7 separate regions of the Mus musculus genome follow, and regions 2, 3, 4, 5, 6 and 7 are each linked to region 1. A link is a contact called in public Hi-C, HiCAR-type, HiChIP or PLAC-seq and promoter capture Hi-C data. All regions are on one chromosome and are shown on one strand. Each heading gives the region's core, a stretch centred on a gene start, on an enhancer-like site or on the middle of the called end of the contact. The rest is flanking DNA. Distances are from core to core; before and after follow the strand shown. Region 1 holds the start of Adipor1 (adiponectin receptor 1). Region 2 holds the start of Shisa4 (shisa family member 4). Region 3 holds the start of Timm17a (translocase of inner mitochondrial membrane 17a). Region 4 holds the start of Rnpep (arginyl aminopeptidase (aminopeptidase B)). Region 5 holds the start of Snrpe (small nuclear ribonucleoprotein E). Region 6 holds the start of Zc3h11a (zinc finger CCCH type containing 11A). Region 7 overlaps Gpr37l1 (G protein-coupled receptor 37-like 1).

Evidence for each region. Promoter capture Hi-C pulls out the DNA fragments that hold promoters and counts their contacts. Hi-C and Micro-C count contacts between places; a contact is called where the count stands out from the background. HiCAR-type assays count read pairs that join an accessible place to other places. HiChIP or PLAC-seq counts read pairs in DNA pulled down with a chosen protein or histone mark.
Region 2: a contact with region 1 is called in a promoter capture Hi-C map of liver, with 3 times the contacts expected there. The contact joins the promoter of Shisa4 here to the promoter of Adipor1 in region 1. A contact is called at or near these places in 2 of 39 promoter capture datasets (cranial neural crest and liver) and 2 of 115 datasets of contacts at active chromatin or transcription factors (astrocytes and pancreatic cancer cells).
Region 3: a contact with region 1 is called in a promoter capture Hi-C map of liver, with 5 times the contacts expected there. The contact joins the promoter of Timm17a here to the promoter of Adipor1 in region 1. A contact is called at or near these places in 2 of 39 promoter capture datasets (cranial neural crest and liver), 1 of 484 Hi-C or Micro-C datasets (CD4 T cells), 2 of 115 datasets of contacts at active chromatin or transcription factors (bone marrow-derived macrophages and thymic regulatory T cells) and 1 of 9 other capture datasets (pancreatic islet).
Region 4: a contact with region 1 is called in an H3K4me3 HiChIP or PLAC-seq map of bone marrow-derived macrophages, with 8 times the contacts expected there. The contact joins the promoter of Rnpep here to the promoter of Adipor1 in region 1. A contact is called at or near these places in 2 of 115 datasets of contacts at active chromatin or transcription factors (bone marrow-derived macrophages and embryonic stem cells).
Region 5: a Hi-C map of CD8 T cells shows a contact between it and region 1, with 2.9 times the contacts expected there. The contact joins the promoter of Snrpe here to the promoter of Adipor1 in region 1. A contact is called at or near these places in 6 of 39 promoter capture datasets (the 3T3-L1 cell line, fetal liver, hippocampal neurons and 2 more) and 1 of 484 Hi-C or Micro-C datasets (CD8 T cells).
Region 6: a contact with region 1 is called in a promoter capture Hi-C map of pre-B cells, with 5 times the contacts expected there. The contact joins the promoter of Zc3h11a here to the promoter of Adipor1 in region 1. A contact is called at or near these places in 7 of 39 promoter capture datasets (the 3T3-L1 cell line, the C10 cell line, hippocampal neurons and 3 more), 2 of 484 Hi-C or Micro-C datasets (pre-B cells and regulatory T cells), 1 of 115 datasets of contacts at active chromatin or transcription factors (astrocytes) and 1 of 9 other capture datasets (liver).
Region 7: a HiCAR-type map of astrocytes shows a contact between it and region 1, with 3 times the contacts expected there. The contact joins the enhancer-like site here to the promoter of Adipor1 in region 1. A contact is called at or near these places in 2 of 39 promoter capture datasets (the SN4741 cell line and liver), 1 of 115 datasets of contacts at active chromatin or transcription factors (astrocytes) and 1 of 9 other capture datasets (adipose tissue).

The regions. Positions count from the first base shown.
Region 1 is chr1:134,414,098-134,416,663 of GRCm38.p6, reverse strand. It overlaps Adipor1 (adiponectin receptor 1), which reads right to left and starts at 1,286. Exons shown (of 8, transcript NM_028320.4): 1 at 1,079-1,286.
Region 2 is chr1:135,373,786-135,376,351 of GRCm38.p6, reverse strand. It overlaps Shisa4 (shisa family member 4), which reads left to right and starts at 1,289. Exons shown (of 5, transcript NM_175259.4): 1 at 1,289-1,463; 2 at 1,803-1,974. The coding sequence starts at 1,391.
Region 3 is chr1:135,312,470-135,315,035 of GRCm38.p6, reverse strand. Timm17a (translocase of inner mitochondrial membrane 17a) reads left to right here and starts at 1,299. Exons shown (of 6, transcript NM_011590.2): 1 at 1,299-1,342. The coding sequence starts at 1,317.
Region 4 is chr1:135,282,794-135,285,359 of GRCm38.p6, reverse strand. Rnpep (arginyl aminopeptidase (aminopeptidase B)) reads left to right here and starts at 1,276. Exons shown (of 11, transcript NM_145417.3): 1 at 1,276-1,798. The coding sequence starts at 1,352.
Region 5 is chr1:133,609,013-133,611,578 of GRCm38.p6, reverse strand. Snrpe (small nuclear ribonucleoprotein E) reads left to right here and starts at 1,299. Exons shown (of 5, transcript NM_009227.3): 1 at 1,299-1,415; 2 at 1,835-1,861. The coding sequence starts at 1,362.
Region 6 is chr1:133,660,125-133,662,690 of GRCm38.p6, reverse strand. Zc3h11a (zinc finger CCCH type containing 11A) reads left to right here and starts at 1,292. Exons shown (of 18, transcript NM_001276767.1): 1 at 1,292-1,454. Zbed6 (zinc finger, BED type containing 6) reads left to right here and starts at 1,806. Exons shown (of 1, transcript NM_001166552.1): 1 at 1,806-2,566.
Region 7 is chr1:135,158,576-135,161,141 of GRCm38.p6, reverse strand. Gpr37l1 (G protein-coupled receptor 37-like 1) reads left to right here. Exons shown (of 2, transcript NM_134438.3): 2 at 1-892. The coding sequence ends at 262. Among named protein-coding and RNA genes, the nearest start is that of Gpr37l1, 7.8 kb to the left of the region's middle. Within about 2 kb of position 1,286, at least 41 of the 459 cell types and tissues checked have an H3K27ac peak or open chromatin away from gene starts, as enhancers often do. A contact at or near this core is called in astrocytes, where this site is marked.

The DNA.
Region 1 (2,566 bases), core at 37-2,536:
TGCGGGAGTAGGTGCAGTGTTTGAAGGCCCACACCAATGTCTAATACTTCACTAATAACACCAGCTTTTGAAGACTGACTTCTCAAAGACCTTTCACAAAAAATGGACACAAAAACTACTTCTGTAATAAAGAAATGCAGTGGCTGCAGGCCGGGAACCCTGACATTGCAATCCACTTAGCGCCATCCTATCTGACTGAGTTCCTGGCAGTGGACTGATGCTATAAACTCTCAGGAACTGCGACTGCACCATCACAGCCTGCCCTGCATTATCAAAAGGAAAAAAAAAAAAAGCAGTGAGCACATCCCAACATGGCTTTGGTTCTGCAAAGAACCACCTATTGCCATCTTCGTTTGATTTACCACACAACTTAACTGCTGGGTTTTCTGGTCTGTCTGCTAAAGACCCGAGGGAAATAATCAGATTATTATTATAGAAGATCCCATGGTCTCTTAGTGCTCCGCTGACATCTGAAACTATGTAAACTGAAATTTGTCCAGCTTCTTCAACTACGAACCGCCAGAAACTGACGGCGAGCCACTTTATTTTCTTAAAAGCAAGTGCGAGACTCAAATTCTCAAACAAACCAGCATCCATCAACCCTAGATTTCTGAGATGAAATCTGGCCCTTCCCAACACTTCGGCATCTTGTTTACATTCTAGTTGAGTAGTACCTTAGGCCTGTCGAGTCTCCATCAACTTCCCGACCGACCCTATCCAGGAGGGAGCCCCGTCACGTTTGACCTGCGGATCGCGGTGGTGGCCTTAGGGTTCCCGGCCACCCAGGGCCGGTGTTCCCGCACCCAACTCGCAGGCTCAACTCCGGGGGTCGCCAGCAGGGCTGGAACGCGGCCGTCTACCGCGCGGCTGCGGAGACAGCACTCGCGGACTGCCGGGCCCCGACGGCGGCGAGCAGCCCCCCGAACGGAGGCGGTGCGCGGTGGGAGGGGCCGGAAATGTTTACGGAGGACCTTTCGGAGGGCCGGGCGGTGAGCGACGATCCAGGGGCGGGCCACTCCCGTGCTGTCCCCTCCAGAGCCTGCAGGGCCCGCGCCCCGCCCACCCCCGGGACACTTACGGCCTGGCTGGCTGCCTCTGCTGGGGGCCGCGGGCCCGGGCGCTACATCCCGCGGCACTGGAGGCGGCCTGCGGCCGAGGGGCGCCCGATCCTCAGCGCCCTGCCCGCGCCGGAAGGGCCGCGCGACCGCACGGCGTCACCTCCGCAGCCGCGTCACCTTCCCGGCGCTACCTCACCCGCTCCGATCCAGGCATTCCTGCGCGTGCCAATCATCAGGGCGCGCTCAGGCTCGCCCCGCCCCGCCCCTGATCTGACCAATCGCTGGCTCTGGCTGTCCCAGCTTGGCCCTACACTGGCGGACTGCAAAAGCCTCTTCTCCCGGCCTACGACGGGCGCGTGTAGGGGAGTAGGGAGCTGGGAGTAGGGAGCTGGGAAGGCAATCTTAGTTTCCCACCCCACGGCCTCGCTTTTCAGCTCCGAAACACTTTTTTTTTCCTTCTCTTAGTACTGGGAATTGTACCTCTAGGCAAGCCACTATATCTCTAGTACAGAAACACTTTTTCCCCCCTTTTTCCAAGACACGGATTCTCCGTGTAGCCCTGGCTGTCCCGAATTCGCCCTGTAGATTCGCCTCCCTAGTGGCAGGATTAAACAACGCCAACCCACACTTTTATTTTTGTTTGAGAAAGGGTTTAATTGTGCAACCCAGGTGAGCCTTGTACTCGAGGCCATCCTATCTCAGCCTTTCAAATGCTAGGATTTCAAATGTGGGCTACCATACAGCTCCGAAACTATTTCTATATCCATTTTCCAAATCCCTCCCTCTCTTCTTCTGGTATGCTATGTATGGAACGACTACCATGAATCTATTCACTCAACTGATTTAACTTTTGGTTCCTGTTATTTATCAGAAAGGGAGAAGTTATTTCAAACAAGCCTAGCTTGACAATTTTCTGTGCCAGTCCATGTTCCCATGTGACCCAGAGGGCACATCTTAGAAGACAATATAGTGTGCTTCTCTGCCGGAACTGAACCACACAATATAGTATTTTGGGAGTGTTCATTTTCTTATACTCCAAAAAACGATGCACAGCTGTTACTGCTCTAAATGCAAGAAAAGGTGACCAAATGCTAGATGGATGCCCCAGGAGAGTGAAGTCAACTTTGTTCTGGTTAAAAGCATAGACTCTGGGTTCTTGTAGATCCAGTTTCCTTCCCAAGCCAGCCGATCTTTACACATTACTGAGTCCTTCCAAATCACTACTTAACCTTGAAAACGAAGGGAAATGATGCTACTTTCAGGTCTGTCAGGACTAAGGACATTTCAGGTGCTACTTTCAGGTCTGTCAGGACTAAGGCAGTGTCTGCATGATGCCTGGCAAATGGATAGAGTTTCATAACAACTAGCTATTGTTAATATATTACCTGGGGCTGGAGAGATGGCTCAGCAGTTAAGAACACCCACTGTTCTTCCAGAGGTCCAGAGTTCAATTCCCAGCCACCCACATGGTGGCTCATAACCATCTTAATTGGATCTAATGCCCTCTT
Region 2 (2,566 bases), core at 40-2,539, 960 kb before region 1:
ACCTTGCAGGAGCAACTAGGAGCCAAGGCAGTAATGGGCAGGGGAATCACATCTTGCCTGGACCACTTAGTCAAATATCTTACTCTCTATTTAAGCTTTGCCCTTACTTGAGATGGACTAGGATCTTTGTGCCGAGACCCCTCTTGGGGTTAGAAGCACCCTTTCACACAAGGGTTGCCCAAGACCATCAGAAAACAGATATTTACATTACATTCATAACAGTAGCAAAATTACAATTATGAAGTAGCAATGAAAATAATATTATGGTTGGGAGTCACCACAGTTTGAGGAACTGTGTCAAAGGGTTGCCACAGTAGGAAGGCTGAGACCCACAGGACTAGGGCATGGAAAGGAATCACTAGATCTCCATGACCCTCTTTCCAGTGTGGCCATATTGAATACATTTCACTATTAATTTGGTTATTTTAATTGTCTATTGAGGGTAATTGTCTAAACCTGGCTCGTTGGAGCCCCAGGCTCTGACGCTGAGTCCTGCATCAACTCCACACGAGTTGGTAAAGGTACATTGACTTTCTTCTTTGAGACTTTCCACCTGTAACTAACTGTTGACCCTGATAGCTTATGTAGTATTTTTTGCAGGCTTGCTCCATGAAGAAAAAGAGTTTCCACTGTAAAGTGTTTAACTGGCTGTGTCTCAAGTGGCGGCGGCCACCCCTACCGGTGAGGAGTGAGGCTATAGTTGGAGCTGTCCATTCAGAGGGAGAAGGGGCCATCTCAGGAGCCAGTGCAGCTGCCAGGGCCCAGGCCCTGTGGGCACCGATGGGGACAAAGCTTCTCTGAACTTCCTCTCAATGGATGCCTGTTTCTAGGAATGGGGGCAGGGTGACGCTGCCCCATCCTCCCCCTGCAGGACGTCCAAGACTGGACACCAGAGCAGAGGAGGTCCCACACAAGGGAAGGTGCGGCCCTGCCCCTCCAGAGTTGGCCCATGAGCTGTTCATTAGGAGGTGGCACCAGGATCAGTGTTTCTGGGGTCTGGGATAATGATTGGTCTCAGGAGAGAGGCGGGCACAGGGTACTGCCAGGCCTCCCTGACCGCAGTGACCAGCTGTTGGCTGTGCCCTTAAGGGCTCAGACTAAAGGAGTCACCACACTGTTGTGGACAGAGAGAGCAGGGCTGTGTCTTGGGGTGAGGGGTACCAGGCCGGTGCTGAGGCTGGGTGGGCGTCGCTGGTGGGCAGACCCCTGGGCGGGGCCCTGGCAGGGTTACTGCAGGCGGGGCGTTAGTCCCGCCCCAAGAAGGCGGGAGAGGAGCCAGAGCCTGGCCGCGGGCTGGGCGGTGCTGCAGCTCCCGCCGGCCGGCTTCGTCCAGCTTTGTCCTGCGGCCCCTTTTCCAGGCCGTCCTGGCCGCGCCCAGCCCCCTCTCGCCATGCCGCCCGCGGGGCCCCGCGGGACCGCGCCGCTCGCAGCCGTCGTCCTGCTGGTGCTTGGGGCTCCTCTGGGTAAGGGATGGAGAGCGACACGAGATGGGTGGGGTGGGGCGAGATCAGGGAGAGGTGAAAGGGACCAGCCATGTCCTCAGAGGCTATCTTCCGGGTGTCCATGCCCCCCAGATGCTTGCGGTTGTTCCCGGAGCAGGAAAGAAAGGGCGCTGAGAGGTCAGGCAGCGGGAACCTGACCCCCAGGCGCGGGGTTCAGCTTCAGGGAGAAAGGGGCTTCTAGGACTTCTAGCTTAGGGTAGAAACAAAAGTGAGCTTTCAGCTTGTCAAGGCAGTGAGATTGAGGGTGGCTAGAACTGAATTGGACTGGTGTCCACTGGGCACCTCCACCCCTGCCCGCAGCGCTGGCGAGTGAGGACTGCTTGTGGTATCTGGACCGGAATGGCTCCTGGCATCCGGGATTTGACTGCGAGTTCTTCACCTTCTGCTGCGGGACCTGCTACCAGCGGTACTGCTGCAGGGACCTGACCTTACTCATCACCGAGAGACAGCAGAAACACTGCCTGGCCTTCAGGTGGGCTGCGGACTCCCACTCCACCCCCTCTCCGGAGGCCTCCTGCTGGCTCCAGTGCCCACCTCCACATTCTTAACTGCAGGAGTCACCAGGACTCCAAATGGTGACAGAGCTGGGTGGTTGGTGTTAGTTACCATGGGCTTGCCTGGGCTGTTTCCAGGGGCTTTCTGGATCCTGACAGGTCCTGGGAGGGAGTGTGCTGAGTTAACACTAACATTCAAACAGCAGAGTGCCTTGGTAGACGCTCTGGTGAGAGGGCAGGAAGACTTGGGTTTTGTTTCCAGGCTGGTGCACTGTGATCCAGCTAAGGCGCTTGCCCTCTATAGAGTACCGCTACCTTTTAAAATAATATGGAAGTTGCTAGCCCGGCCTGGTGGCTCGCACCTGTAATCCCAGCACTCAGAAGGCTGAGGCGGGAAGATCATCACTAAAGAGTTCCAGACCAGCCTGGGCTACAAAGTGAGACTATCTCAAAAACGATAACACCACCAAATAAATAAATAAATAAATAAATAAACAAACAAATAAGAAAAGAAAAGAAAAGAAAAGAAAAGAAAAGAAAAGAAAAGAAAAGAAAAGAAAAGAAACAGTT
Region 3 (2,566 bases), core at 50-2,549, 900 kb before region 1:
CAAATATCTAGCTTTGTTTTGTTGTTGTTGTTGTTTTTTTTTTTGAGACAGGGTTTCTCTGTGTAGCCTTGGCTGTCCTGGAACTCACTCTGTAGACCAGGCTGGCCTCGAACTCAGAAATTTGCCTGCCTCTGCCTCCCAAGTGCTGGGAATAAAGGCGTCCGCCACCACGCCCGGCGTTGTTGTTGTTTTAAGGTGGAATGGAACAAGAACTCCCTTTATAGCTGGCAGTGACTGTGTTTTCCTGATAAGGCTGGTGAAACTTCATACTTTTAGCTTTTTCTTCTTTAACAAGGGAAGTCTGGAGTATCTCAGGATGGCTTTGAACTCTAAATGCAACTGAGGATATAACACTGAACTTCAATATGTGCCACCATAACCGTGTGTGTGTGTGTGTGTGTGTGTGTGTGTGTGTGTGTGTGTGTGTGTATGATGCTGGGGATCTGACTTACCAACTTAAGTATGACTATAGCCCTATTTTCAGTCTCTTTTCTCTGGGCTAAACATATCTCATGCTTTCTGGGTTATCCTTTGTGGGGAGGCATGGAAGAGGATCTGGCACCAACGACCCCCAAAATCAATGGTCTCAAATTGGCCATGGCTCCTGAAATGGTCCAATTGTCTCTATAAGATGAACACTTATTTTCGGGCTGCTAAATTGGCTCAGTGGGTAAAGTACTCGCTGTCAGCCCTGACAATTCCAGTTCTGTAGACTCTCCTTAGACCTCCATGCACCCACCAGATCCCGTACATACATCAATTAATAAAAATAATCTTTATTTTAAAAGTTATCTATTACATTCCAGACATTATGACTATATAGATCTGCTCTAAAAGAGCTACATATATTTATTAAAGATTCACTGTTCACGGCAAATTAAGTAGCACTATTAATAAATACCTGACAGCAAAAGCACTTTTTAAAAAATAGCGGCTGGATAGTGGTGACACACACCTTTAATCCAGCACTCGGGAGGCACAGGCTGGCTGATCTGAGTTTGAAGCCAGACTGGGCTACATAAGCGAGTTCCAGGGCAGAGAAACTCTGTCTCGAAAAAAAGGGCAATCAATGTTTATCCCAGGCCACGGGGCTGATCTGAACTCTGTCACTCAGTACTCCGAACCCCCGAACCTCCACGCCCTGGCCGGGGAGCCTCCACGCTCCGGGTCTACAAGGAGTCCGATTGCCATTGGCTGCGGCAGGAAGAGATGCTCCAATCCCCGTCCAGTAGCACGCCTCCGCCTGGGATCACTTCCGTCGCGGGGATCAATTTCCGCCCAGCGTGCCGTAGACTCTCGCGCGGGTTGGAGCCAAGATGGAGGAATACGCGAGAGAGCCGTGGTGAGTTGCCGCCGCCGCCCTTGTCCCTTAATTACCTCCTCCATCCGCCGTGGTCGGAGTCTGAGGTGCAAGCGGAGCTCCGCGCGGCTCGGCGCCGAGATCTGGGCAGCTGTGGGTAGTGTGGATGAGCGTGACAAAGGTGGCTTTTTAGCGCAGTGTGCCAGGACCCCAGCACCCCTGTGACCTTGTGGTGCATTGGGAGGAGGTCCGGTGCTGGGCTTGGTGGAGCTTTGGAACCTCCTCCCTATGGCAGGTGCTGTCGACTTTGTGCGGGGACAATAATGATCCCTTCTGCCTGCTGAGGCGACCTTGAACACGTCCCTAAGCCTCGCTCTGCTCAGTTTCTGCCTCGACGAAGGGAATGTAGATCTCCGAGTGCCATACCCGAGGCCTTATGCCTATGAGGACTAAGTGTCCCCACGATGAAGCATTTCAAATGAGTAGACCACAAATTTCACCCAACATCCAAGGGGGCTGGATGAGCTCCTTGTAGGCTGAAGCGGCCTTTCCTATGTGGAATTCCCGAAGAAAAAAGATATATCAGTATGTGGAAAATAGGAAGAGATGAGCTGCGTGTGTTCTCTGAAAAGCCATGAATAGACATAAATTCATTAAGTGTTTATTAAGTAAGGGCTGTATGCTTGGCTCAAGGTGTAAACAAGAGTAAATCAGGCATAGCTGTTTGCAGTAAATTAATGTAATAGCTGTCGAGTCTCAACAGTTGTTTGAATAAAGCCTCAGGTGTCACAAGCTAATAGATCTTGGTATTCTGGGTTTTTGTTTGTAATGAGCGTCAGGGTATTATCCTCAAATAGTGTGTCTGCCCAGGATTTTAAATTATTATTTGGTGGCACTCCCAAAAGTATGCTTCAGCCTTCTGTCCTCAGAGGAGGTTATCTCCATGTGTTGGGGTTGGATATGCAGGGTTTAGCTGGACTGTATAAATTGGTACTAGATGCCGTATAATGACACAGATTAGCAGGAGGGGTAATTTTGATACATTTGAGTTTTCCCCAGGTCAGGTGGCACAGGCCTCATGAGGTAGAAGCAGGAGAGCCAGCAAGTTTAAGGACAGCCTGGGCTCCATAGCAAGTTCTAGGGCAGCTGGGGTTAGACCTTGTGTCAGACATATTTTCATCAGAGTGCACTGTGCATGCTGGTAATCTCAGCACTTAGGTTCTAGGCTAGCCCAGGATACATAGCAAGGCCATGTCTTGATGTTTG
Region 4 (2,566 bases), core at 27-2,526, 870 kb before region 1:
GCAAATTTCTGAGTTCCAGGCCAGCCTGGTCTACAAAGTGAGTTCCAGGACAGCCAGGGCTATACAGAGAAACCCTGTCTCCACAAACCAAAAAAAAAAAAAAAAAAAAAAAAAAAAAGACTGAAAAGTTTCAATCCCTAGGAAATGGCTACACTTAATCTCTTCATTTGTTGCCTCTGCAAGGCACTGTCACAGAAGAGAAACAAAATGTAGCGCTGTGTCCAGCTCAAACTGAGCCACACAAGGAAAATACAAAGAACATGCAATGGGCGACTAAGCATTTCCATGCGTGCAGGGATGAGGGTGTAGCTCAAAGGCAGAGTGCTTGTTTAGGGTACTTAAGGCCCTACATTTGATCTCCAGCATTGATAAACAAATATTATCTAGGAAGGGTGTAATCCCATAACTCCTCAAGCTGATGTAGGATGGCTATTTTGAGACTACCTTGGGCTACATAGTAACACAATAATTTTTTTTAAAGTTGCATGATTTCAATAGCTAGGGAGTTTAACTAGTCTTAATGAACTCATTTAAAAATCTAACTTGAGGGTAGAGAGATGGCCCAGCGGTTGAGAGTCCTTGGCTGCTCTTGTAGAGGACCTGGTTTGGTTCCCAGCATCCAATGACAACTTACAAGGTCTGTAACTCCAGTTCCAGGGGGTCCGACTCTATCTGCAGGCACTAGGCATACGTGCGGGCAGAACACCCATCCATATTTTTTCAAAAGAAAAAATTAAAAATAGAAACAACTAAATTTAAGTTGAGTGGGAACATATAGATATATAACAACCACAAAACGTCTCTGGTCCTGACACAAAAGCGTTAAAGATCTGTGTGCCTGGGGTTGCGGGGGTTTGTGTGTGTGTGTGTGTGTGTGTGTGTGTGTGTGTGTGTGTGTGGCTATTTACTAAGCACGCTAGACATCTTCCTTGACGGAAGAACAGCATTACAACTCCTGTTTTACAATTCATTCAAGATGTCACACATGTCCTAATGACTGGCCTAGTGGAGAGAGTGAGTGAAATTTCAAACCCAGAGCCTTTCAATCCAGGTTCTGGTCCCCTGCATCTTGCAGACTGCTTAGAAGATGGGGAATCCTCAAGGGTGACCTGGAACTAGGGTGACCCACCACACCACCTACTTCGGTCTCAGGGTAGCACAGGAACCTGTGTGAAGCAGGAAGAGGGGTTGTGTGCCACAAGGGAGGGGACAGCCCCAGGGGGTTAGGGGCTGTGGCCGCCCGAATTCCTCGGAGGGCGGGGCGCATGGTGGCGCGTCGCCTCGAGGCGGAGCCTGCCAAGACCCGAGGAGCGACCGACCTTCCTGGCGGGTGAGCAACCGCTCAGGAGCCATGGAGAGCGGCGGACCAGGCAACTACAGCGCGGCCGCCCGGCGGCCACTGCACTCGGCCCAAGCCGTGGACGTGGCCTCGGCCTCCAGCTTCCGCGCCTTCGAGATCCTGCACCTGCACCTGGACCTGCGGGCCGAGTTCGGGCCTCCGGGCCCGGGTCCGGGAAGCCGCGGATTGAGCGGCACGGCGACGCTGGAGCTGCGTTGTTTGCTTCCCGAGGGCGCCTCGGAGCTGCGGCTCGACTCGCACAGCTGCTTGGAGGTGACGGCGGCGACGCTGCGACGGGGACAGCCGGGAGACCAGCAGGCGCCGGCAGAGCCCGTGCCTTTCCACACACAGCCCTTCTCGCACTATGGCCAGGCCCTGTGCGTGGCCTTCCGGCAGCCCTGCGGTGCCGCCGATCGCTTCGAGCTGGAGCTCACCTACCGCGTCGGGGAGGGACCCGGGGTGAGTGCGCGCGGGGCGCCCGGGCCACCGGCCTCTCTCAGCCCCCTTGGCCAGCCTGCTGCTCCTAAGCAGCCCAGAGATGGAGAGCAGGAAATCTGGCTCTGCTTCCGCAGCTTCCGCGGGAGATCCCCGTGCCCCTACTCTCTTCCCCAGAAGCCGGCTTTGGATTCCTGCCCCGTGCTCCCCATTCCTGGGCTCGAACCTCTCCAGCCGGTGCTTTGTTCCTCCTACCCGTCCTTCCTTCCTGCCTTCCTGGTCTCTGTCGGGATTATTTGCCTTAGATTGCCCTGCCTCACCTCTGACACACACGTGCTGGACCGACTTGTCCGCTAGCCTCTGTCTTTTCAGGATGAGAAACTTGCTTCGCAAACTTTGCTTTTTGTTTTGTTTTATAATTCTCCTTGCTGGAGCCTGGACAGTGTTGGTTAATTAGCTGGATGCTGACAGGGTCCTTTCATGTGCTAGCAAGCCCTTTTGGTTGCACAGGTTAAAACAGCCCGAGAAGCATTTTTACTTCCTCCTTTGAAATCCTGCTATTGACTTAAAAGAATCCGAGCAAAAATGGGAATGTGTAATTAGAGTACTCTAGACTTTATAATAATTCAGCCTTCTCAATAACGGTTGGCTCTTAAGTCTTAAGGTTTTCAGAGTTGGATGAATATTGGAAGTTTAGGTAACTATTCATAGCGGACATTTGTAAGAGTGACAGCCTTAGGCTGGGTTACAAGGTTCACCAAAGCTGTTGGCAGACTATTGGAGCTTGCTTAT
Region 5 (2,566 bases), core at 50-2,549, 810 kb after region 1:
ACTTGTGTTGTGGGGTGGGGGACGAGGCTTTAACACACACACACACACACACACACACACACACACACACACACACATCCAGATAGCTCCTGACTTACAATTCTTCATCCTAAAGATGGTGTGAAAGCAATATGAATTCTGTAAAAAAAAAAAAATCAGACTTTGCATTTTAAATTTTGATCATTTCCCTGGTAAGCAGCTCTAGGTACTTTCTGGTGAGGTGGGGGGCAGCTGCAGCTTCAAGAAAGGCTGCTATGTTGTGTTGCTAAGCGATGGCATTGAGTAGACTAGGCATATACATTTTCAACAATTTTCTGTGTGCATGTGGAGGCCAAAGGATGTCATCAAGTGTCCTTCTGAGTCACTCTTCACCCTACCTTCTGAGACAGGGTCTCTCATTGAACCTAGGACTTGGCGATTAAGTTAGACTAGTTGGCCATCCAGCCCAGGCACCCTCCTTCCTGTCTCTGGAATTACAGGCATGTAATTTTGTGTAGGTGCTGGTTGACAGACCTCATGTCCCACCTACCGAATCATCTCCCCTGGGCCCAAGGTATCTGCATTAAATGCATTTTTTTTTAACTTACATTTCTAACTTACCTTAAGTTTATCAGGTTGTATACCATGTAGGTTGTTTTGTTTTGAAACAAGGCCTCATGTAGCTTAGATCTGGAACGTACTACTTAGCTTAAGGTCATACTCACCTTGCGCCTTCCACAAGCTGAGATTACAGATGTGTTCTAGGAGCACCTGTGCACTACTACCTCCCTGAATCTTCACCTCCTGTCCCCTTGCGGGACGGAGATGCTGAGGCCTAATGACTTAATTATCACCGGTCACACAACTGAGAGAGATCTGAGTCCAACAAGCCGATTTCAATACCTCCAAGCTAGTTAGATTGCCATCTTCAGTTGCCACTGCAACAGTTAACTCTGCATAAAGGTGATGAGGGTTGAATCTGTTATTGAACAAGCCACAACTCCACCACTGCTTCGGGCATGACCATCTAGACTAGCTCTGGGGCCCAAAACAAATAAGGGGAGTCTGCAGATGGTTCTGGACAAGATGCCGCCTCTAAATTCCAGAGCAGCTCTCAGAAGAGCACCTAGGCAGAGGCAAGCCTCTCAGCCTACCTCCAGGTGGCGCTGTAGGACCGACCTCGACTTCAAAGAGCGGTTGAGTCGGAAGGCCGCCGGCGGAGTCTATCAGCATAGAGAAAAAGCGGCTCCTGGCCTAGAGAGGCGTTCCCCAGGACCGGCCCGCGTCGCCGACGACCACTGCACTTCCGTTTCCGGGTCTTGCTTCCGGAAGTCGCTTTCCGAGGCGGCCTTCCTACTCGTGTGGTCTTTGTGACTTCCACCATGGCGTACCGCGGCCAGGGCCAAAAGGTGCAGAAGGTGATGGTGCAGCCCATCGTATCCTACGCTGCGTGAACTCGGGGCTTTGGGGGCCGTAGGCGCCGTGAGCGTGGGCGGGGAGCCGGGCAGCCCGCTGCGGGCCGCTTCCCGTGAGGCCCTGGGGCGAACGGGGAGGCAGGAAAGCGCGCGGAGTTGAAGGGCGGCGGGAGGCGGGAGGCGGAAGGCGGGCTCCGGGTGGACCCGGCCAGGCTGGCGATCCGCGATGAAAGCGGGGGATACCGAGGAGGAGAGGAGGATGTGGGCCATCGGGAAGGTTGGAGAAACGAGGGCGGTGGGGAGGGAGCGCATGCTCCCGGCGGTCGTTTGTGCTTGCGGATGTAGCCCGGCCGGACCTTGGGGCGCTGGAGAGTCCGGCGCGGTTGGGAGCGGAGGCTCCGCTGTTTGTGTAGTTCTTTTCCTTGATCGCCGTGCTGCAGAACCTTATCTTCAGATACTTGCAAAATGTACGTAAGTTGTTTCCTTACTGTTACTGAAATGAAAGTTGGGCCTGTTTGACTCTTTGTAACAAATTCTCTGTTTCTAGTGCTTAGACTAAAAAATTGGGGGGGGGGGAGAACCAGAGTTGAGGATAAGGTCACAGGGAAAGCGCTAATTATTAATATGTCCGTGCTGACTTAAGGATGCACACAGTTACCATTATTCTGTAAGAACAATGTAATTATATTTACTATTAAAATTACTCTGTAAGAACGATTTGTCATCGGATTTAGCAGTGACAGTTGCATAGTGCTTTTTCCATAGTTGGACTTAGAATGGAGAAAAGACACCAAAGCGGGGTTTGGGGGAGTGGGGGCGTTATATACAGAGAAGCGAGTGGCAAATGCTCTTCTTTGAGGAGATTTTAGCGATGTTTATTTTAGAGTGTTACAACACAGATGAAAAATCGTTTTAAGCCATTGTAATTTTTAATCGCCAGATTCGCTTTGTACTATCCTGTGAACAGTTCTAACTGTAAGTGTATTCATGCCAGAAGCAAAAATAAATTTTCAGAGTAGGAAAATTAGTTTGGACAGGCCTGCCCGAGCACTTATTAAATGTTTCTCAGCAGGTTAACCAGTGTTGCTAGCTCTTAGATGAAGACTAACTAGTTCTAGTTTTTGGCTTATATTTATTGGAATTTTTAAGATAAGTCGTTTATTGTGGAAACA
Region 6 (2,566 bases), core at 43-2,542, 750 kb after region 1:
CAGGACAGCCAGGGCCACACAGAGAAACCCTGTCTTGAAGAAAACAAAAACAAAAACAAAACAAAAAAAAGATTGTTGTCTGATGGGTGTTCCTGTCACAGTATACTTTTAAATGTCAGAGGACAACTTTATGGGTTTTGGGGATGGAATTGAGGCATACATGGAAAGTGCTTTACATACTGCACGATCTTGTAACTTTCTTATCAAACATGGATTATTTTTCTAACACACGTTGTTTTAAGAAAACAAACAAATGGGCTGGAGAGAAGGCTCAGTGGTTAAGAGCACTGACTGCTCTTCCAGAGGTCCTGAGTTCAATTCCCAGCAACCACATGGTGGCTCACAACCATCTGTAATAGGATCTGATGCCCTCTTCTGGTGTGTCTGAAGACAGCTTCAGTGTACTCATATAAAATAAATAAACCTTAAAAAAGAAAGAAAGAAAAAAAGAAAGAAAGAAGGAAGGAGAGAAAGAAAGAAGGAAGGAAGGAGAGAAAGAAAGAAAGAAAGAAAGAAAGAAAGAAAGAAAGAAAGGAAGAAAGAAAGAAAGAAAGAAAGACAGACAAAACTAGCCAGGCATGGTAGCAGATGCCTGTGGCACTAGCACTCAAGGAGAGGAAGAATTGCTAAAGATTGGAGGCTAGCCTGGTCTACAGAGCAAGTTCCAGGTTAGGAGTTCATAGTATATCTGTCTCAAAAGCCAAAACAAACAAACAGATAAATGTGATTAAGTAAAGGAAAGCATCCAGAGCAGAACTTCTGCTATGGAAGTCCTTCAACTTTGCAAGAGAAAAGTAGTTTTTGTTTTTGTTTTTGTTTTTGTTTTTGTTTTGTTTTGTGATACAGGACTCTCTAAATAGTCCTGGCTGTTTTGGAACTCACTATATAGATCTGGGTGTTCTCAAACTCACAGAGACTTGCTTGCCTCTGCTTCTTAAGTGCTGCCACAACAGGTCAGTTAGTTCGGAGCTAATTTTTAATTAAATGTCTATCAGGTTTGGAAGGCTCATTATACACACTCTGGTTAACATAAATTGAATGTTTGGTATCTGGTAGACAGGTTTCTTGCTTCTCTCCTTGATTTTACAACAAAACAAAACTTTCGTGAAGAATAATTTTCTGATAGGCATCCGGGTCCACAGAAAGAAATTCCGGTCCCCGTGCCTCCGTGACACGTGACCCTATGACCCAAGAAGCCATTTTAAGGCTGGCCTCATAGAGGAAACTACAACTCCCAGAATGCCTGCGCTTTGCGTCGTGCTGGCACTTTCACTGGCCCAGCCTTAAAGGCGAGCCTGTAGCCGGGCGCCATCTTTGACGCTGGCAGTCCTGGGTTTCTGCTTGTTCGGCTGCTGTGAGGACGGCGGGCGACCGCAGCTAAGAAAAGAGAAAGACGTGGCAGCACGCGGGAGTCGGAGACATTGTCATCGGTTCGGTAAAGTTTCTGTTCTCTGGTAACTAGACCCATTTTTTGATTCCCGGGTGACTTGGGGCCTGGGAGGGAGAAGAGGGCGAGGGGAGTGGCAGCGGCCTCCCCTCGCCCGACTTTCGGCCTAGCCCGGGAAGTCTGAACCGGGCCCATCAGCACGGCAGCTACCCGGACTCCCGCCGGCGGCCCCGGCCTGCTGGGCTCCTAGGCAGACTTCAGCTCACTTTCCCACCCTCCCTGCCCCCACCCGCTCCGCCCCACCCCCACGGCGCCTGCTCCCTTACTTACCAACCTCTTCCCCCTCCCCCCACATCCGGTGTTCCCGAACCGGGATTCCCGGGTAGCCCCGGAAAAGCGACTGTTTCGGACCCCCGGAGGGGGAACTGACACTAGGTTGCTCTCTTCCGGGAATCAGTTTCTTTAGTTAGCTGGCCCTCCCTCCCGAGATCAGATCAAGTGCCTGGACCCGACTTTACCTCCTCGCCTTCCTCTCTAGGGTCCCACTACTTTGGAGGTTTTCTAATATTCCACATACAGAGTCGAATTCTGGTATCCTATTCCCATTCCCTACCCTGATTACTCTCCCGCCCAAGCCTTCATCCTCGAAGTCAAGAGCTACAGGGACTCTTCGTTCTTGTAGGATTGGTGAGATCGTACGAAGAACACCCCTTAGACGCCCATAATCGGTGCGGATCCCCATGGGGAAGGCTCGTTTTGTTGACATCTACCAGGCTTTGGTTCTGAACCCAGAGAAGGCGGCTGTGCAGCTAGTGGTAGCCATGCTTTCGTAGGGTAAACGTGTTGGTATTGAGGGGAGGGGAGGGGGCCCACGGAAAAGGAATGGAAGTGGTTTAAAGCTTATTTTAGTTTGGCTGCTCATAGAATGTCAATTTATGAGTTATTTACAGGTTGTATGTAATGTTGCTTCAGTCTAAAAATATGAACTCTTGATAGAAACCGTAAATGAAGAATATAGCTTGTTACCTTGTTTTGAAATTTTATTTCCAGTTAATTTTTCTTCAGCCACCTATAGTTTTCAAAATATCAGAACAGAAAGGGCACAGCTAGCGCTTACTGCTAATGCCTAGTATGTGGAATCTGATTTAGCTGGCCGGAATTGACTTTTTAGGTTGTATT
Region 7 (2,566 bases), core at 37-2,536, 740 kb before region 1:
CCTCCTGGGCCTCATCAACCAGTTCTCCACCTTCTTTAAGGGCGCCATCACCCCTGTGCTCCTCCTGTGCATCTGCAGGCCACTGGGCCAGGCCTTTCTGGATTGCTGCTGCTGCTGCTGCTGCGAGGAGTGCGGCGGGGCCTCAGACTCCTCAGCCACAGTCAGCGCGGACAGCAAGCTGAAGGCGGAAGTGTCCTCTTCTATCTACTTCCACAAGCCCAGGGAGTCGCCCCCACTCCTGCCCCTGGGCACCCCTTGCTGAGTCTATGGGGGATCGGGAGCAGGTGCAGAGCCGGCGGGGGAGGGGTGCCATCCCGGTCCATGATGGTCTGCTGATTCTTTGACACGGTCTCACTTTGACCCCTCTCTCATCTTGCTGTTTAGAGATGGACTTGGCTCATCTTGTCAAAGTCTGGGCTTTTCAAAGCTCCATCTACAAACAATGCTGTTCTTATCCTCCGAGGGGCCTGCCAGATCTCCACCTCCTTGTAGATGGAGATCTGTCTAGGTCATTAGAGTTGCCCAGAATCTCAATCTGGCCACCCTAGAGCCAGGGCTTGGCCTTTTGCCTATTCTCCCTTTGGTCTTAGGATCTGACTATTGGCTGAGCCTGTCCATCATGATGGATTGTGTGCTGGTGAGCTCCAACATCATTTCTACTCCTACCTAGCCTCCTATACTGGACTAGGGACTTCTAGGGGGCTAACCTAACCAAGCCCTGGTCTCCACTTTCTAAAGTGGGTCTGTCTTAGCCCTGCATGTGTTTTCCCTTTTCCCCAGAGCATTCTCTCACTCTGTCTTCCGTTCTCAGAGGTTCTCAGTTGCATTGTTCCCGTTAGGTGCTTTTCTGTAGAAGGCCATTCTGGAAAAAACAATAAAGTAGGTACCACAACCCTGTGCCCACAGAACTTCCTTGCCAATGGATGATGGTGTTTAGACATGTAGTGGAGCCTTTTCTGGGGTGGGGCAGTCCCCTTAGCCTGGGCTTGCAGTTATTCTGCCTTGGGGGAAGGGTCCTAAGGATGTTATAGCTTTTAAGGGACAGAGAGGAGGGGAGGCTTCGGGGAACCGGGCACTAAACCTTTATCCACAGCTAAACCCAGATGCCCCTGAGAAGTCAGCCCACTGGTCTCTGGAGCTCCCCGCCTTCGTCCACCCTCTCCACAAAGCCCCCATTTGAGGAAATCCAGAGGCCTTCCTTTCGTGAGCCACACAGCTTCTCAGCCCCCCCTCACTCAAACAGTGGCTCTTGTTCAGCTTCTTAGAATGGACTGTTTGCCTCTGAGATGGCCCAGCTGCCTTCCCCCACCACCCCCACCATATCACCCTTCCTAGCAGCGTTCTATAGTAGGTCCCAGTAGGTCGATCCAGTAGCTTCTCCCACTGGTTCCTGCCCTTGGAGTCATTTGCTCCGGTTCTTCCCCCCCAGGCACTTCCAAAGACCCCTTCTCTCTGCTGGGCTATCAGCCAGAAACGAATCTCAGCCCCGGCCACCAACATTCCTTCCCGAATGGCCCAGCTTTCTCAGAAGCACCTTTATCTGGAGCTCTGGGTCCCACAAAGACTCTTGCACATCAGTCCAATCTAGAACCTCTGCTAGCACAGGTCCTTAAGGGTGCAGGGTCATGGGCACCTGACTCCATTCTTTGCTTTGCTCATTCACCCATACTCCTGGGCCGTGGCCTGCCCAGTGGCCAAGCCTCCCTGCCCTCCCCCCCCCCCACTCGGAATCTGAACAGCCTTGTTCTCACTCCCTGGCACCCACCCCCCAGGGCCAGCGATGCTGGCCAAGAGAGGGAGTCTGTTGCTAAGTGATGGAGCTGCCATGTGCACCCTTTGTGCTGGAAAATGACACCCACCCATTTCTCGGCAGACCTGTTGCTACAGTGACCGAACTCTCCGGCTTTGTGTTTAGGAACTTTGAGTGTGTGGGTAGTTGGAGAGGGGGCAAAGGTGGGCCCATGTCTCTGAACAGAACCAGCCAGCATATGCTTTCTTCTATCTTCCCTCTACCCCAGCCCTGCACACACCAATAGCTCCTAACTGGCCGGGTGAACTGAGGTGAAGTCAGGGGCAGGGAGAGGATTGAGAGTGGAAGGCTAGGGGGTGGGGTGGGGTGGGGGTGGGTTCTGCATCCTGTTTGGTAGCCTCTTCCACAAAGGGCACACTCTGGACCTCCCTCTTGCCTGCTGGCTGGCCCAGAGCTGAAGGGGAATGGGAGGGGGGAGGCGGGAGATGGTGGCTCTTAGACCCTACCCCGTTGCCACCTTCCAAGCCTGCCAACGTGAATGGCTTGCAAAGCTAGTCAGCAGTCCAGCCAGTCTTGGGAAAGAGCCACTATCCCTCCAGCCTGAGCCAGCCAAGGAACAATGTGGGATTTGTTGTTCAGGGGTCCCAGGCTTCAGGGGGAGGGGTTGTTGCTCAAGGGTGGGCAGTGGCTTTGAGCTGGGATGCTCAGGAAAAAGATGATGACATCCACAGTCCTCGGAGCCCGATGCCAGGGGAGAGGCATCCCCTGACATTCCCCACGGGTTATCTTTGTTCTGTCTCGGCTCCACCCGTCACC